2 separate regions of the Mus musculus genome follow, and region 1 is linked to region 2. Evidence: chromatin contacts called from public Hi-C data. All regions are on one chromosome and are shown on one strand. Each heading gives the region's core, a stretch centred on a gene start, on an enhancer-like site or on the middle of the called end of the contact. The rest is flanking DNA. Distances are from core to core; before and after follow the strand shown.

Region 1 (7,057 bases), core at 2,917-5,416, 230 kb before region 2:
CTAAGAGAGGGAAGACTGGAGCAGGGCTGAAGCTGTAATTGGTAGAGCCCTGGAGACACCCCTTTTGCTCAGGGGAGGAGATGTTTGATCGTTTTAATAATCTTGACCAGTGTTCTGGTCCCTGTCAGTGCTCAGGCAGTTACAAGATGATATCGTTTGTCTCTATGTATTGTAATAATAACAATTTTATCTGTCTTGGTGTTCTGTGAACTCCTGAATATTCCCTAGGAGGATCCCGCAGCCTGGCCATGAGTGCTGGGCCAGCAAACCCTTGGCATGGCCACCTTTTCCTCCATATTCCCACGGCATCAGCTGAGGTCTTAGGCACAATCGCACACTTCACCACATCTCAGCCCCATGGTGACTCTGGGAAGACCTTTGTCTCTGTTTTATGGAGGAGTGGCTTTTCCAATTCATGCTGTTGCACAAATGACAGAGTCTGGCCAGGTCCGTGGTGGTGCACACGTTTAGTCCTAGCTCTCCAGAGGCAGGTGGATCTCTGTTGAGTCTAAGGCCAGGCCAGTTACATAGTAAAACCCTGTCTAAAAACAAACAAACAAACAAACAAACAAACAAACAAACCAGTGTCAGGGGACATGTCAATAGAAAGTCCAGGAACACCCTAAGTCTTCCTTCTTGGTCCGGAAGTGCTGTTGCTGTTGACTGGTCTGGCACACCCTGTCCAGGCTCTGACTCGCAGCCATGTTCATCAGCACAGTTCTGTGGAGTTTGAGAGGGTGATGGTCTTGAGCTGCAGGCTTTCTAGTGACTCCCCAGTGTGCCTGAGAACAGGTGGCTCTCTTCCCTTACACCTCCGTTTCTTGCCTTCCATCCTTCCCCTCCCTTCTTTTCTTTCCTCTTCTGTTTCTCCCCAGCCCTGCCCCCAGTACAGGATGGAATTTCGAGTCTCCGACTTGCTGGGAAAATGCTACACCTTGGAGCTATGCCCCCAACCCCTCAGTTTCTTCTTCTAATGCCCTCAGAGCTCCTCACTCGGGACACCTGAGAAGAAGTACTTGGGTGGATGAGGAAGTGTGGTGTGTGGACGAATGGCTGTCTGGTAGGTGGAAATGGCTGTCTCGGGACTGTGCTGCCTTTTCTGTTTTCCCAGCTTTTCCCCCACTAGGGTTCTGGGTACCCGGAGGTCTCCTGGCCTGGTTGCCCAGCAGTAGCAGTAGCTGACATACTACACTTCCCAGTAGTGGAGTCCCATCATCTCAGCCTTATATCTTGCCATTCTGCCCTTGGGTGATGGCCAGTTTCAGCCACTGCTCCCAGCTGCTTCCTCCAGTGGCTCCATCTCTGCCTGCCCAAGTGCCTGAGGCAGGGGTCCCTCAAGACCATGCCTCGAGAGGAGCTTGAGGCACACCTTAGAAATGATCTGGTCCAGGCTGGAGAGAGAGTTCAGCCATTAAAGGCTAGACTCACAACCAAAATATAAGAAATGATATGGCTCAACTGTCTCAGGCCCAGAGAGGGGATACAATTTCTCTACAGTTACACAGCAGCTTAACCTGAGACACAAGCAGCAACAAGGTCTCCTAGTGGCTAGCTCTTCTTCCCTCATCTGGCAAGCCTAGATTTGTGTAAAGCCTGTGATTTCTGGTACATTTGATGGGTTAATTCTGTACACATTTATTGAGCAGGTTTTTGTGCTTTGTTTTGGAGGCAACAAGAAGAAGAAAGCCCTGTCTGTGTTTAGAGGACAGTTATCAAGTAGAGGTGAAAAGCAGATACTAATGACATCACATTTGTATCTAAGTAAACCTAGCAAAGTAGACAAAACACTGCCAGAAGATGGTCTGGGAGAAAGGACCTGCTAAGGAATGGGGTGGGGAGTGTCAAGATGTCTGAAGTATGAGTTCACCATGCAATCTCAGATGTCATGACCATGGAGGTATGGGTCAGAAGAACACTATCATCATGTCACCTACCAAGCAAAGAAAATTTTAGAGTAGAGCCCAAATCTCCAAGTATGTAAAGGCAATGTTGGGCAGTCATGAAGATGGACTCACGGCTGTTGTTTTTCATTTTTCATCTTGTATTATCTGTGGTCGTAGTGCTTTGAGACAGGGACTCCCAGTGGCCTGAGCTTGCCAAGTGGGCTAGGCTAGCTGGTGGCAGCTCCAGAGCTCCATCCACCTATCTCCAGCTCCCTAGATCGGGTATTACAAACACATGCCATCACACGGGCTCTTGTTTATCTTGGTTCTGGGGATAGAGCTTAGGTCATTATGGTTTCAAGATAGGTACTTTGTCTATTAAATTATCTCCCTAGCCTGATACCTGTCATTTGTGATCCAGGAGGAGCCAGTATCTTGTCCCTTTGCTAATTCACACTGCATTTGTTAACTTAGTTATATGGAAACCTACTTAGGACCTGGCACACAATAAGGGTCTTTGTGAGTACTGGCTAGTGTAGTCCCAGCTTCACAAACTGGACCTCACAGTAATAGCCCAGTTTAGGATTTAAGTTTCCACATAGCAAAGGTATCATAAACGATGAAACTTAGGGTAGAACAATGCTCTTTGGGGATCGCTTTGTCTTAAGAATGTCAAATTTTATTGACATTGTAAATCCTGGTGATCTTATGAGGAATGTGCATGTCAAACAGATGACTTCAACAGCTGCTTTGTCTGCAGCTCTGTGTGCAATAGTGGTGCAGATTTACCTTGCAGGAATTAACACAGCCCTGCCTGTAGTGAGCCAGGCTTTCACGTGGTCAGTCTCGGTGGCTTAACAAAAGGAATTAAGTAGCATGCAGGCCCAATGTATTTTTTTTAAATGAACACAAATTACCATCTATTAGGAACTAAACAGTTTGCAGAGGTTCTTTCAGATGAAGACTTTCACGTTCTTATTTTTGAAGAGAGGAAAATGTATGCCAAGATGAATAACTTGCCCATGGTGGCACATCTATGAAATAACAAAGACTGGTTTATCCTGCCAGTATCTTTGGAGGTCACAACCACATGTTTATGGTAACCTTTGAGACCATCTGACCCGGTCCTTTTTTCCTGGTGACGTTGAATACCACTGAGGGTCACTAAGATTACTCGCCAGTTCTAATGAGACAATGTGACCCTGGGTGTGGGTCTCCTGACCCTGCTTAGTGACCTCTTTGCTTCCTTATTTTAAAAGAGCCTAATACATAGACCCACTGCGCATCTCAATGCCTAGTTTGTGATAGATGCAATTGTGGGGAAAAGAGCAGTCTTGGACTTGGGCCAGAGAGATGGCTCACGGGGTAAAAGGGTAAAGGCACTTACCAATGAGCCTGGCAATCCGAGTTCAATTCCCAGAGCCCACAAGATAGCGGAGAACTGATATCTGCAAGTTGTCCTTTGGCCTCCATATTGTGTGCTGTACATAAGCACATGTGCACACACATGCCACAGACACAATAATAATAATAATAATGATAATAATAATTTTTTTAGATACTTGGACTTGTAGAAAGAGGTTCTAAAACCAAATCTTACTTCAATTGCTCACCTAGTAGCTTTAGTAACCTTAAATGAATGTTACTTCCTGGTTTCAGCTTCCATTTTCCAGATAAGGAATAAGGGCACATTGCATCTTAAGGACTGAATTAGAATGGTTGCACCAGAAGGGGCATGAATGCTGAAGACACGGGTCCCTGCCTTCTGCCCTCTGCTCTCAGGATGCACAGCAAGGCTGGCACACAGCGGGAGCTGGAGGGCAACAGGGAGCAGGCTTTGTTGACAGGCCAGACAGTGACTGTTAGGACAGCTAATGTGTCTTTGGCTCCATCTAGCTGAGTGCTCTTCTTAAGGCCATTTCAGGAGCAAGCAATTCTCCCCAGAAAGGCTGGCCTGCAGAAACAAATGATGAACAATAGGTGGCGGTAGAGACCTTTCAGGAAGAGGAGAGACCAGGAACCTGGCGAAATCTGTAGCCAGAGGTTTCACTCTTTTGCTTCTAAGAAGGGAGGGTCTCTGGGGACCGTGAGTCAGGCCATTCTGCTTCTGGGAAGGGGGAGGCACACTTTTGGCAGACGAAGTATTCACAGCCACCCTCTCAGACCTAGCTTTGTATCACACTGAGTGGAAGAAGTTAAATCATTTCCCAACGGGATATAGTTGAGAGTTGGCTCCAACCAAGGCCACTGCTTCCAAATCCCACACTCATCCCAGAGAGTTCATGCCTTCCAGCCAGTGACTCACTCTTGCAACACAGCCTCGTGCTCTCAGCAGTGGGGAGCTCTGTAGTGTTTGAGGATAATGTGCAGTCTCTCTCCGTGGTGGCTGATTTCAAGCTTTCGTAGGACATCATGGAGCTCAGAGTTGAGAAGTCAGCGGTCACTGCTCAAGAGTCTGAGTGGCTCAGCACAGGGCATCCACATGAAGAATGAGGAAGTGTGGCCTTGAACGGCTTCACCAGGCAAAGTGTAGACTTACTTTTCTTTTTCTCATTCATCCTTGAGTATGCATTTCAAATCCCCCTTTAATCCTGCAAAAGTCTTAGTCTTTGCCGCTTTAATTTTGCTTCTCTGGCAATCCCTCCGTTCCGGAACCCCTCTATAGCACTTTCCAACCTGCATCCCTGAGCTGCTAGGGCCATACAATGCTACTTGCTTCCCAGTACCTAACCTCACTTTCCTTAGCAAATAAAATCTATCCTTTAATTAGGTGCATGGCCTCTTAGAATAAAGCCACACTCTCAGTAGTTCTAGACTGAATGCAACCAGGAGCCTTGGAGAAACATCTTTAATGCAAATGAGTGTGTTGGCCCTTGGCCTGTTTCTTTCTATTTGAAAGATGTGTGAGTTGGCTGGAGTAGGGGCAGCACTGGAAGACTTTATGCAGTTGTCTTAGTCCTACACTACATAAGGCTGGACCACTCTGGAAGGAAGTTGCATCTTGGTTAAGCTATGGTTCTTTTCTATTTATCTCCATTCCAGTTTCCAAAAGCAAACTCTGAAACAAGGATTTGCATGCAAGCAGTTTACTGAAGGGATGGACCCAAGAAACACAGCTAAAAAGTCCCATGAGACAGGAAGGAAAGACTAACAAAAGATTAGGCCATGAGCAAGTTATTGCTGGATACAACTGACTCTTATCCTGACAAGACAAGGCTATGAACTGTCTTAAGGTTTTTATGGAGCTGTGACTAGACACCATGACCACAGCAACTCTTATAGAGGAAAACATTTAACTGGGGCTGGCTTACAGGTTCAGAGATATAGTCCATTATCATCATGGCAGGAAACATGGCAACGTGCAGGCATTCATGGTGCTGGAAAAGTAGCTGAGAGTTCTATAGTTGGATCAGCAGCCAGCAGGTGGACAGCGTGACCACTGGGCCTGGCTTGAGCACTTGAAACCTGAAAGCCCACCCTCAGTGACACTCTCTGACAATGCCACACCCACTCCAACAATGCCACATCTCCTAATCCTTTCAAATAATGTCAATCCCTATGAGCCTTTGGGGGCCATTTTCATTCAAACCATTAAAAGGACCCAGTGCCAGATGGAACCTAACTATCCCACCAGTTCAAAGGAAACCAAAGCATTTAGCCAAGAGCTGATGCCTTCTGCTGTTCCAGCAGCTTTTCTGGGGCTACCTGCTTTCCCCTTTATAAACTGAGCACGGCTTTGTGGTCAGAGATGCTGTCCTAAATGACTGCTTAGGTCACTCAGGGGAATGTAGGCTGTTCACTGACACTATGTACAAACCAACTTTCCCCAGAACATTATTTATTTCCTGTGTCCTATAATTTGACTCTTGCATCCTAAGTGAAATCTTCAATTCTTGCCTCCAAATACTTAATTCTGCCGTTTACCATATTCAATTGGATTTATTCTGTCTCCCGAGGTTATCTAAGTGGTATACATATATGTCCTATTTATCACTGTCAGTGTTTTCTAATGGTTTATGCTTGCTGTTTACACATCTTTAATTTATAATCTAATATTATTGCTATGAATGACTGCTATTACTGACTTTTTAGATTTAGTGCGTGCGTGTGTGTATGTGTGTGCTACATTGTACTTGTGGAGGTTAGAGAATAGTTTGTAGGAATTGATTCTCTCCTTCCACTATGTGAGCTTGGGGATCGAAGTCAGGTCATCAGGCTTGGCAGCGAGCCCCCAACACACTGCCACCGAGCCATCTCACAATCCCTATTCTTGGCTTTATTTTGAAGTTGTTTTCATATAACCCCATGACTTGCTTTTTGTCGGCAATGGAGTCATTCCTAAGACAGTGTTTTATTTCCCCCTTTGTTCTGGAACTTTCTTTTGCAGCTTTTCTGAGGTGGGATTAATGTCTTGTGGACTTCGGGTCCTTTTACACTATTTTGTGTCTATTCCAGTCTCTTCCAGAATCAGGTTTTAACCAGACAACTTTTGGGCAGAGAGTGAGGACTTTACACACCAGCTCCTGAACAGGGGTGAGCTTTGCACAGCTTTATGTGTGGCTGATGTAGCCTCACTGGCCCTAAGGGAGCAGAGGCCAGAGGGTCCCCTGCTACTAGGATTGTACCCTGGCTGTGTTCACTCCCTGTCTTTCTGGTCCACAGAGACGTTTGTCCTGTCTCTGAGCAGGGTGCTTCCTTCTCTCAGTCTGTCTTTCACACTGCTGCTCTAAGTTTGGTTCTGGGAGCAGAGATTGCAAACATGAATTTGCAATCCCATCTTGACCAGAAGTTTATGGACCCCTTAATCTGTAGAGGGAAGATGCCTGTGGCCAAGGGCAGGATTGTCCCAGGAACTGACATGCAGATTCAGGGAACAAAGGGTCCTTCTCCTCTCCCTATAAATCTCTGTTCTAGTACCTGAGAAGACAGGTCTGCAATGCATTTGAGCCTCCAGACTCCCAGGCTTGCTTTTCAATGTATCCCCGCTCTTCACCATGCTCCTACCTAGGGTCCTTACTTGCACTTCACCTCAAGGTCTCCCCTCGCTGGAGCTTTAGGTGGCCAGTTGCATTTTAAGAAGGGACTCTAGAGTAGGTTTCCATCTTTCAAATGTGCAGGAATGAAATGTAAGCGGCAGGCTGACAGAATGTGTGTGGGGTTGGTTGGCTGGGTTG
Region 2 (7,811 bases), core at 2,991-5,490:
TGCTACAAAGAGAGGGCTCAGTGGGTGCCTTGGGGACCATAAATCATAAGTTTGGATGCAGCACAGAAAGACATCTACAGAGAGCCTTCCCCTGGAGGGAAGTGTAGAACTTGGCCTGTAGAGGGCGCTACAGAACCCCTGCTCTCAGGATCCCTTTATCATAAGACACTGTATCAATCACCTACCCTCCACCTCATCCAGAGCGTCCAACGTGGCCTTGTCATGTGGCCAGCATTCTGTCCCCACAGCTCCTGCTTCTGAGCACATCCCACATGCCAGACGCTGCACCAAGTGCTTTGCTTGTGTTGTTCCATTTTTTCCTGTCCCACAAAAAAAGGTCCTTCTTGTTACTCTTGTCTAACAGATGAGAAGCCCAAGACTCAGACAGCGAAGGTGGCTTATGGGTTCTAGGTCTTCCTGCCTCACAGCCTGCATTTTTAGCCACCATCCCAGCAAGTGCCATCATATGTATAACAGATGCAGCTTTGTCAGCCTTATTTTCATATGAGGAATCTGGTCCAAGGTGATTAACCGGCCAAGAGAGAAGTGAGACTTGAGTCCAATTCAGTGGGCACTCTTGACCGGAACTCTCAAATTCAATTTAGATTTTTCTGATAGTTCCACAAAGTCCCCAAGAGCATGTCCAGGATGACAGCCTTGAATCTTGAGGTTGGAGGCAGCAAGAGAAGACTCTGCCATCCTTCAACTTGACCCCAAACCTTTAGGAATCCTGGGAGCTTGCTGGGGAAAGGGAGGAGGCTGTTTACATACTGTGATGGATGGTGAGCTGAGCGGTGACTCAGGGAGGAGGTCCTGAGTGGAGGATGGTAGGCTGTGTGTGGCACAGACCAGGCCAGGCCATTGTTGGGGTCCCCCAGGAGGAGGAGGTTTGGGTAAGGCAAAGCTGAGTCACGGCAGCGAGATCAGACAGGGAGCTGGGATGGCCCAATGACCTCACGCTCATCTGGGTCTGGCAAGGAGTCTTAGGCCCAGGCAGGCCTAGTGGGCGCAACCTAACAGGACAAGCGCACTCTCTCCCTAGCTGCCATAACCAGGGGTTGGTTGTCCATGAGACCAGAGAGCCTCCTTTCAGGTTCACTAAAGTCTTACATTGCTGGAATTCACAAATCCTGCCTGACTTGGGAGACACTGGTATAGGACCAGGTGGCATACAATGATGAAATATAATGATACCTTTATGGGTCATGGGACTATGAAAGCTTTTTTTTCTTCTTTCGTGTGTGTGTTGTATGTGTGAGAGTACGTTAATATGTGTGCTGTTTTCTTTCTTTCTCCCCCTCTGTCACTCTGTTTATCACACATCTGTATGGATCAGAAACCAACCCTTGGTGTTTGTTGTTTATTTTAGTTTTTGAGACAGAGTATTTTACTGAGATCTGGTGCCTGCTGATTGGGCTAGGCTAGTTGGCCAATGAGTCCCAGGGCTCTCCCTGTCTCTGTCTCCTCAGTGTTAGAATTCTGAAAGTGTACCACAATGCTCGGCTTTCTTCCTTGCCTCCCTCCCTCCCTCCCTCCCTCCCTCCCTCCCTCCCTTCCTTTTTTTTTTTTTTTTTTACATGGGTCCTGGAGATTCAAACTCAGATTCTTGTGCTTGCTCAGCAAGCATTTTACCAACTGATCCATCTCCCCATCCCCAAGTTCTCTGAGTTTTGGACAACCTCAGTCCAATGGTTTCACCCAAGGAACAGAAAGCCCAAGGACTCTAATCCAAGCCCTGGTCCTTAGTCAGAGCTGAGGAGAATTGAATGAGTGAGAGGGACACCCACCACCTCCCAGGAGCCACCGCAGAATAGAGGGCCAGGGCATAGCAAACAGCCTTGACCACCCTGGCTTCAGCAGCTCATACTTCAAGTTCCCAAGTGGGGTGACTCATCCACTTCTTAAATCGATCTACCTCACAGTGGACTAGATAATGGAGACAGAGAGAGACACTCTTCCTCCAAGGACTGATAAAGTGGGCATGCCCATCAATCTACCTGAAAACTATGCCTGGTATCCTCCAGAGGCCTCTGCCTTCTCTGTCCAGTCTTCCCCAGGTCTGGGTCAGAGAAACTGTTGTCAAGGCCAGGCAGACAGCTGAAAAGAGTCTTCTCCAAGGGGAAATGGCCTTTATCTCCCCAGATAAGAGGCACTGAAGAGACCCCGTAGGTGGATAGGGCTGGGGAGGGCCTGTTGGTTTCATGCTGACCATAAAGCAACCACTTTTTTTCTGGGACATCCTCAGCCTGAGTCAACCAGGGGCTGAGACTGCTTCTGAGTTCATCAGCCACTGCCCAGCCTTGAAACCCAGGCCTCGGGCACAAGGGAGGTCCAGAGCAATGACTTGGTGATAATGACAACTGTGTGGGCAGCTGTGCCCACGTGCTAAGCACTCTCCTTGTCTTCATTCATTTGATCTTCTAAATAGCCTCAGGAAGTGGACAGGGTGTGTCCTGGGAATGAGGTTCATAGAGGCCGTCAGCTGCTAGGGTCAACACAGCCAGACACAGCAGGGAAGGGTCTCTGGCTCTGAGGTTGAGGTCCTGTCTGCAGTGCAGTAAACAAACAGAGCCCACTCTGCTCGACCTGTGGTCTCTGGGACTTGGGGAAAGAGACCCCCGGGGACATCAGTACTTTCCTGTGACCAGGGGCTGGGTAGTGTGTCTGTGTTGGCCAAAAGAAAGTGCATCAGGAGCCAGAGGCTCAGAGGGCCTGTCAGTGCTTCCATCTGAGGATTCTTGGCACTTTCCTTTATTTAGGAGAGACAGTTGAACAGGGCCACAAAGTCTGAGCAGAGGGCACATGGAGCATCCTGGGAGAGGGGTGCATCACTCATGGCATTTAGTGGAGAGAAAGCAGGCTACCAGGGTCTTGAACATCAAGTCCAGAACTTAGCTTTCGTGCAATCAAGTTGGAGCAAAAGACCGTAGGAGGGAGGGCAGGGGACTGTGTCTATGGCTAGGGGGAAGGCAGGCCAGGGGGGTTCCAATCCAGTCCAGCTCTGAGGAGGTGAGATACTTCCTTCTAAGTGGATGACCACAGAGCCTGAGAAGAGTAGCCCAGGCTACCTCCTATGATGGTCTCAGGGCATGGGAATTATCTATCTATCTATCTTGAGTTTGGGTATATGTGTGTGGAAGTCAGGGTAAAATTTTCTGTGGTCAGCTCTCTTCTTGATCCTTGTTGAAGCAACGTCTGCTTGCTCCTCCTGTTTTGTGGACTCAGACCAGTTGGCCCTCAAGCTTCCTGTCAATCTCCCAGTTTTTGTTTTTGTTTTTGTTTTTGTTTCCCCCTCCGATCTCTGTGCAGTAGTGAAGGGATTATAATCTCATGCCACCACATCTACCTTTTCAACTGGGTTCTGGTCCCTCTCTATCTTTTGAACGATAGGCTGGCTCCAAACTCCAAATCCCATGGCCTCACTTTCCAGGTCTTACTGTCCCGACTGCCCTAAGCCCCATCCTCCTGCCCTCTGCCTGAAAAGAGAAGCGAGCTTAACTCAGTTTCTCTCTGTGGCTCAGCATAAGACCACATAACCCAGGAGACCAAGGTTTGTTCCTTCCTCCAGTACTGTGCTTGCAACTTCTCCCACAGCCTCTGGAGGGCGCCCTGAGGCTGACAGCTATGAGCCAGGGACCAGAACAGGTGGAATAGCCTTGGCCTTCTCCAACCTGCCTCAACCCCTATAGGAGAGAGGGAGCCCGCTTCATGCTCCAGGGGACATATGCTAAGCTTGAAACCTTACAACCAGGGCTCCAATCTCAGCCTTAGTTTCCTCTGACTGTATTATCTTAGGGAGAAAAGCCAGGTCCTTGCAACCTTGTTCAGGGGCTTATCTCCATTGTTCACATGGAGAAACCGAGGCTGCATAAGAAGCAGGGCCTCCCGCAGAGGCTCACCTACTGCCACCCTCGCATCCCAAGCCACAGGGCCCACACTGGCATTTCCCTCCGATGTGCGCGTTGGGAAACCTCGTGCTGGGGGCGCGAGCGGTCCAGCGAGCATGGCTTTGCGAGTAGGTGGCAGCTGTGGTGCTCGGCCCGCCCTTGCCTTGCCACCAATTTTGGGCAAAGCCGCGCGGCGGCGCGCTACGTGACGGCCGTGAGTCAGCTCGCAGGAATGCGGAGGACGCTTTGTTCCCGGCTTGCCAGCGGACGAACGTGCCGGGGCCGGGGCGCGGTGGGCCTGACATCACCGGGAGGCTGCACCGCAGCCACGTGCACCCGGATCAGGGCCGCCGCCAGGAGCTGGAGCCTGTGAGGGCCCCTCAGGCCCAGCCCCCCGGGAGGCCTTGTGGTACCTAGTCCCTAAATGGTGCAGACAACGCAAGTCCTTGTATGAATCACCTAGAAGCCGCTTCCCCCTGACCTCCATCCCTGCCTAATGGGATAGTCAGATGGACTGAATCCTTCAGTGGCTCATGGAGGTGATCTGGGACCTATGGAACACACATGGAGGCTGATGTAGGAGGAGGTAGCAGGGATGAGGCCTTCCCTAGCCCTGCCCCCAGCGTGGCTGGTGTTTTCCTTCCCTGGGCCTGGGCATGTCTTGCAGGCAAAAGGTGTGACCTGGCTATTTTGCCCTGCCTCAGTTCCTGTATTAGGTAAGGGGTGCAGGGCCTTGAGAAGTTTGCAAATTACTGATGGCCACACAGAAGGTCTTTTGTGTACTAGGTCGTGACTGGGTCTTTCTAAACGAAGTGTCATCTGATGACAGATCAACTCTGAGTGGTAGACACTGCAGTCTATGGATATCAAGGCTCAGATCAGAGATGAAGCCTAGACCACACACGTTCTGGTACAGCAGTTAGCAACCCAGGGCAATCTGGGCTCCTTCTTTCAGTTGGATATGGATCCTTCTTTGGGCTGGAATGACCCAGGGACCCTCCAAGCTGATGCATACTGCTCACGTTTTCATCTCTGGCACCTGGAGTGGGAGTTCTGAGGCTCCAGTGGATGGGGGCAAGGTGTTCGGAGATGGAGCAGCGATGTCTGGGCCAGGGTCCCTGCAGCCCTGAGTACATCATCACTTGCCTTTATATTTTACAAGAGTTTTTGCCTTACCCATCCCTGAATCCTTGAGGGCAGAACCAGATGGTCTAGCGTGTGGGTTGCAAGCATTGCAGGGGACAGGTCGAGTGGCGGTGGGCTGCAGGGAAGGCTTTCTGGACGGCATATTTCTCCAATATGCTCCTGCTTCTCTCACCCCCGTCCATGCTTCCTGACACCACGACAAACTTCCCTAAAGCTGGCTGGAGCCCCAGGGCCTCAGTTGGCCTGGGGGCTTTTGCAGGAGGTCATCTTTGAAGGTGCTACATCAGGAACTCTGTAGTTGAGCTGGTCTTCATGGGGACCGCACCACCTAGGAACCCCAAAGCTCCACTTGGGGCTGTTCCAACATCCTGGAATGAATTCTGAAACTCTTTGGTTTCTGTTTCTCTCAGACTAAGTTCTGTAGGAGGAAACGGAGGTAACCTTGTTCACTTTAGTGCTTAGCTTATTTCGGGGTATGTGGTGTGTGTGTGTGTGTGTGTGTGTGTGTGTGTGTGTGTGTGTGTGTGTGTGTGTGTATGTGTATTCAGTATTATCTCATTAGCCCAGGCTGGTCTCAGATTTACAAACCCAGGTTGTTCTTTTTTTTTTTTTTAATGCATCAAGTTAATTAATTAATTTGTAGACATGGTAACATATACCTCAAGCTGGTCTCAAACTTGCTATATAGCCAAAGATAACCTAGAACTTCTGAACCTCCTGTTTCCACTTCCTGGGTGCAGCCCAGGTTGTTCTTCTTTTTTTTTTTTAATGCATCAAGTTAATTAATTAATTTGTAGACATGGTAACATATACCTCACGCTGGTCTCAAACTTGCTATATAGCCAAAGATAACCTAGAACTTCTGAACCTCCTGTTTCCACTTCCTGGGTGATGGGGATTATAGGCATGTGCCACCCACCATTCCTGATTAGTGTGGTGTTAGGAATTGAACCCAGGGCTTTGTGCATGGCAGGCAAGCACTCTACCAATTGAGCTACATCCCTAGCTTTGCTCATTATCTTCTCTCCCTCCTCACATCCTTCCTTCTACTATGGTCTTACACATAGATACATCCTGGGCAGGGTGGTGCCATAGAAGTTGGAGGCCCCTGTTCTCTTTGTAGCCTGAGGTCCCTGCATTTAGGACAGCATCTTTCTCCTGTCAACCAGACTGAGGCCTCACTTGCAAACCTCTCAGGGTGTGAGCTGTGCACAGAAGCAGAGCTTGCCAGTACAATGGCTTAATGTGGGGTACCCAAGGCAAGCCTGTTCTGGGGTCTTTGAAGCTTTATGAACCCATGCATCTCTCTGTCCCTCAAATTATATGTCCATTTATGGGGAATAGGGTGCTCCCTTTTGTGAGCACTATGGGAATTTGCAGGCACAAAAGTCTTAGTACCAAATAGGCTGTTGGCTCAGTCCTAGCCTCTGGCCTTAGCCTATACCAGACTTACAGTGACCCCTATACCACCGTCACCCTTGACATTCAATGCTGTGTTAATGGCAATTCTCCTGCAGATCTCTTGCTCACAGCTCATTTGGTTCCCTGGTAAGGACATAGCATATCCTGTTTCTGCTCAGACCCAGCCACTGCAACCCAGAGATGGAGCTAGCTAGGGTCTTGCCACAGGACACCCCCAGTTGAAGAGAATCTGTAATCTGCTTCAAGCAGGGGCTGATGATCTCTGAGCCCCCATGAACTTCCAAGACCTAAGGACACGGGGTGACAGGTAAGACTAGAGCAAGTGTCTGCACGTGCCCCACCTCCTGCACAATTCCTAGCACTCGAGAGCCCCGCCTTACCCTGGCACTCCTGCCTGGATTCTTGCCTATGTGGTTTCCCCTCGGCCTCTCACTCACGTCCGCTGGCAGAGCATCTCCAGATGTCTGCATTCCTCTGACATGAAGAAGGCCACCTTGGGGCTGGGCCTGGCTAGGACACCCGTGAGTGCTGGCTAAGATGTGTGGGGACACACCTGCAGGCACCTGTGTCTCTGTGCCCATGTATGGCTGTGATCCTGTATGTCCATGTGTGTGCACTGGTGCAAAGGCACACAACGGACATGGACATTGTGTGGATATTCATGAGTTCACTTGGAGGTAGCTGGGGGTGGGGGGCGGGTGGGAGTCTACCGTTCAGTATCACACCGGCCTGTGGACAGGAATCTTTGCTTGTGCACCAGGGTGCATGCATGCCTCCTGCACCAAAGGGCCCTTGCATGTGGGAGATTGTGTGCCCAGCAATGGCCTCTCTGAGGCTCAGCTTATAGTCACTGGGGGAAGCAAGAGCAATGAGAGAAGCAGGTCACATTAAGGTCACACATGGAACAATGATTTGTTTAGTTGGGCTAGACTCTTGTCTCCATGTCCCTTTCCTGGCTTTGATCCTCATATCAGTCTCTGAACATAGAAAAGTGGAGAAAGTTCCTTCTATCCAAGGCCCAGAGAGGGCAAGTTACATGCCCATGCTTACCTGGCCTGTGGTAGAATTTGGGTTCAAATCTCTACCTGCCTGATTCTAGAGGCTGCCAGTCAGGATAGAGAGGAGGAACTGCAAGGGCCTAGACAATAGGACCTATGTAGTATGCGGCCAGGTTCATGGAGTGAGCAGAGAAGGAGAGGGTCTCAGAGCCCCACCTGTCCTGACTAAATAAAGCATGTAACAGTTTGCATGTAACAGTTTGCATGTGCTGGGCCTTGCAGTAAGGTGTACTTTGCATGTAGTAACATCTAACCTCTAATGGCCCATGTGATTATTAAGTTATTATTCTACTATGTA

Evidence for each region. Hi-C and Micro-C count contacts between places; a contact is called where the count stands out from the background.
Region 1: a contact with region 2 is called in a Hi-C map of muscle stem cells, with 2.3 times the contacts expected there. The contact joins two enhancer-like sites. A contact is called at or near these places in 10 of 484 Hi-C or Micro-C datasets (the 3T3-L1 cell line, cerebellar granule neurons, cortical neurons and 5 more), 3 of 115 datasets of contacts at active chromatin or transcription factors (the NIH/3T3 cell line, embryonic basal ganglia and embryonic stem cells) and 1 of 9 other capture datasets (adipose tissue).

What each region holds. Positions count from the first base shown.
Region 1 is chr4:120,378,005-120,385,061 of GRCm38.p6, reverse strand. All of the region lies in intron 3 of Gm36574 (a long non-coding RNA gene), which reads left to right. Among named protein-coding and RNA genes, the nearest start is that of Gm36574, 16 kb to the left of the region's middle. Within about 2 kb of position 4,166, at least 116 of the 459 cell types and tissues checked have an H3K27ac peak or open chromatin away from gene starts, as enhancers often do. A contact at or near this core is called in the NIH/3T3 cell line, adipose tissue, cortical neurons and 2 more, where this site is marked.
Region 2 is chr4:120,145,165-120,152,975 of GRCm38.p6, reverse strand. No RefSeq gene overlaps it. Among named protein-coding and RNA genes, the nearest start is that of Edn2, 12 kb to the left of the region's middle. Within about 2 kb of position 4,240, at least 182 of the 459 cell types and tissues checked have an H3K27ac peak or open chromatin away from gene starts, as enhancers often do. A contact at or near this core is called in the NIH/3T3 cell line, adipose tissue, cortical neurons and 2 more, where this site is marked.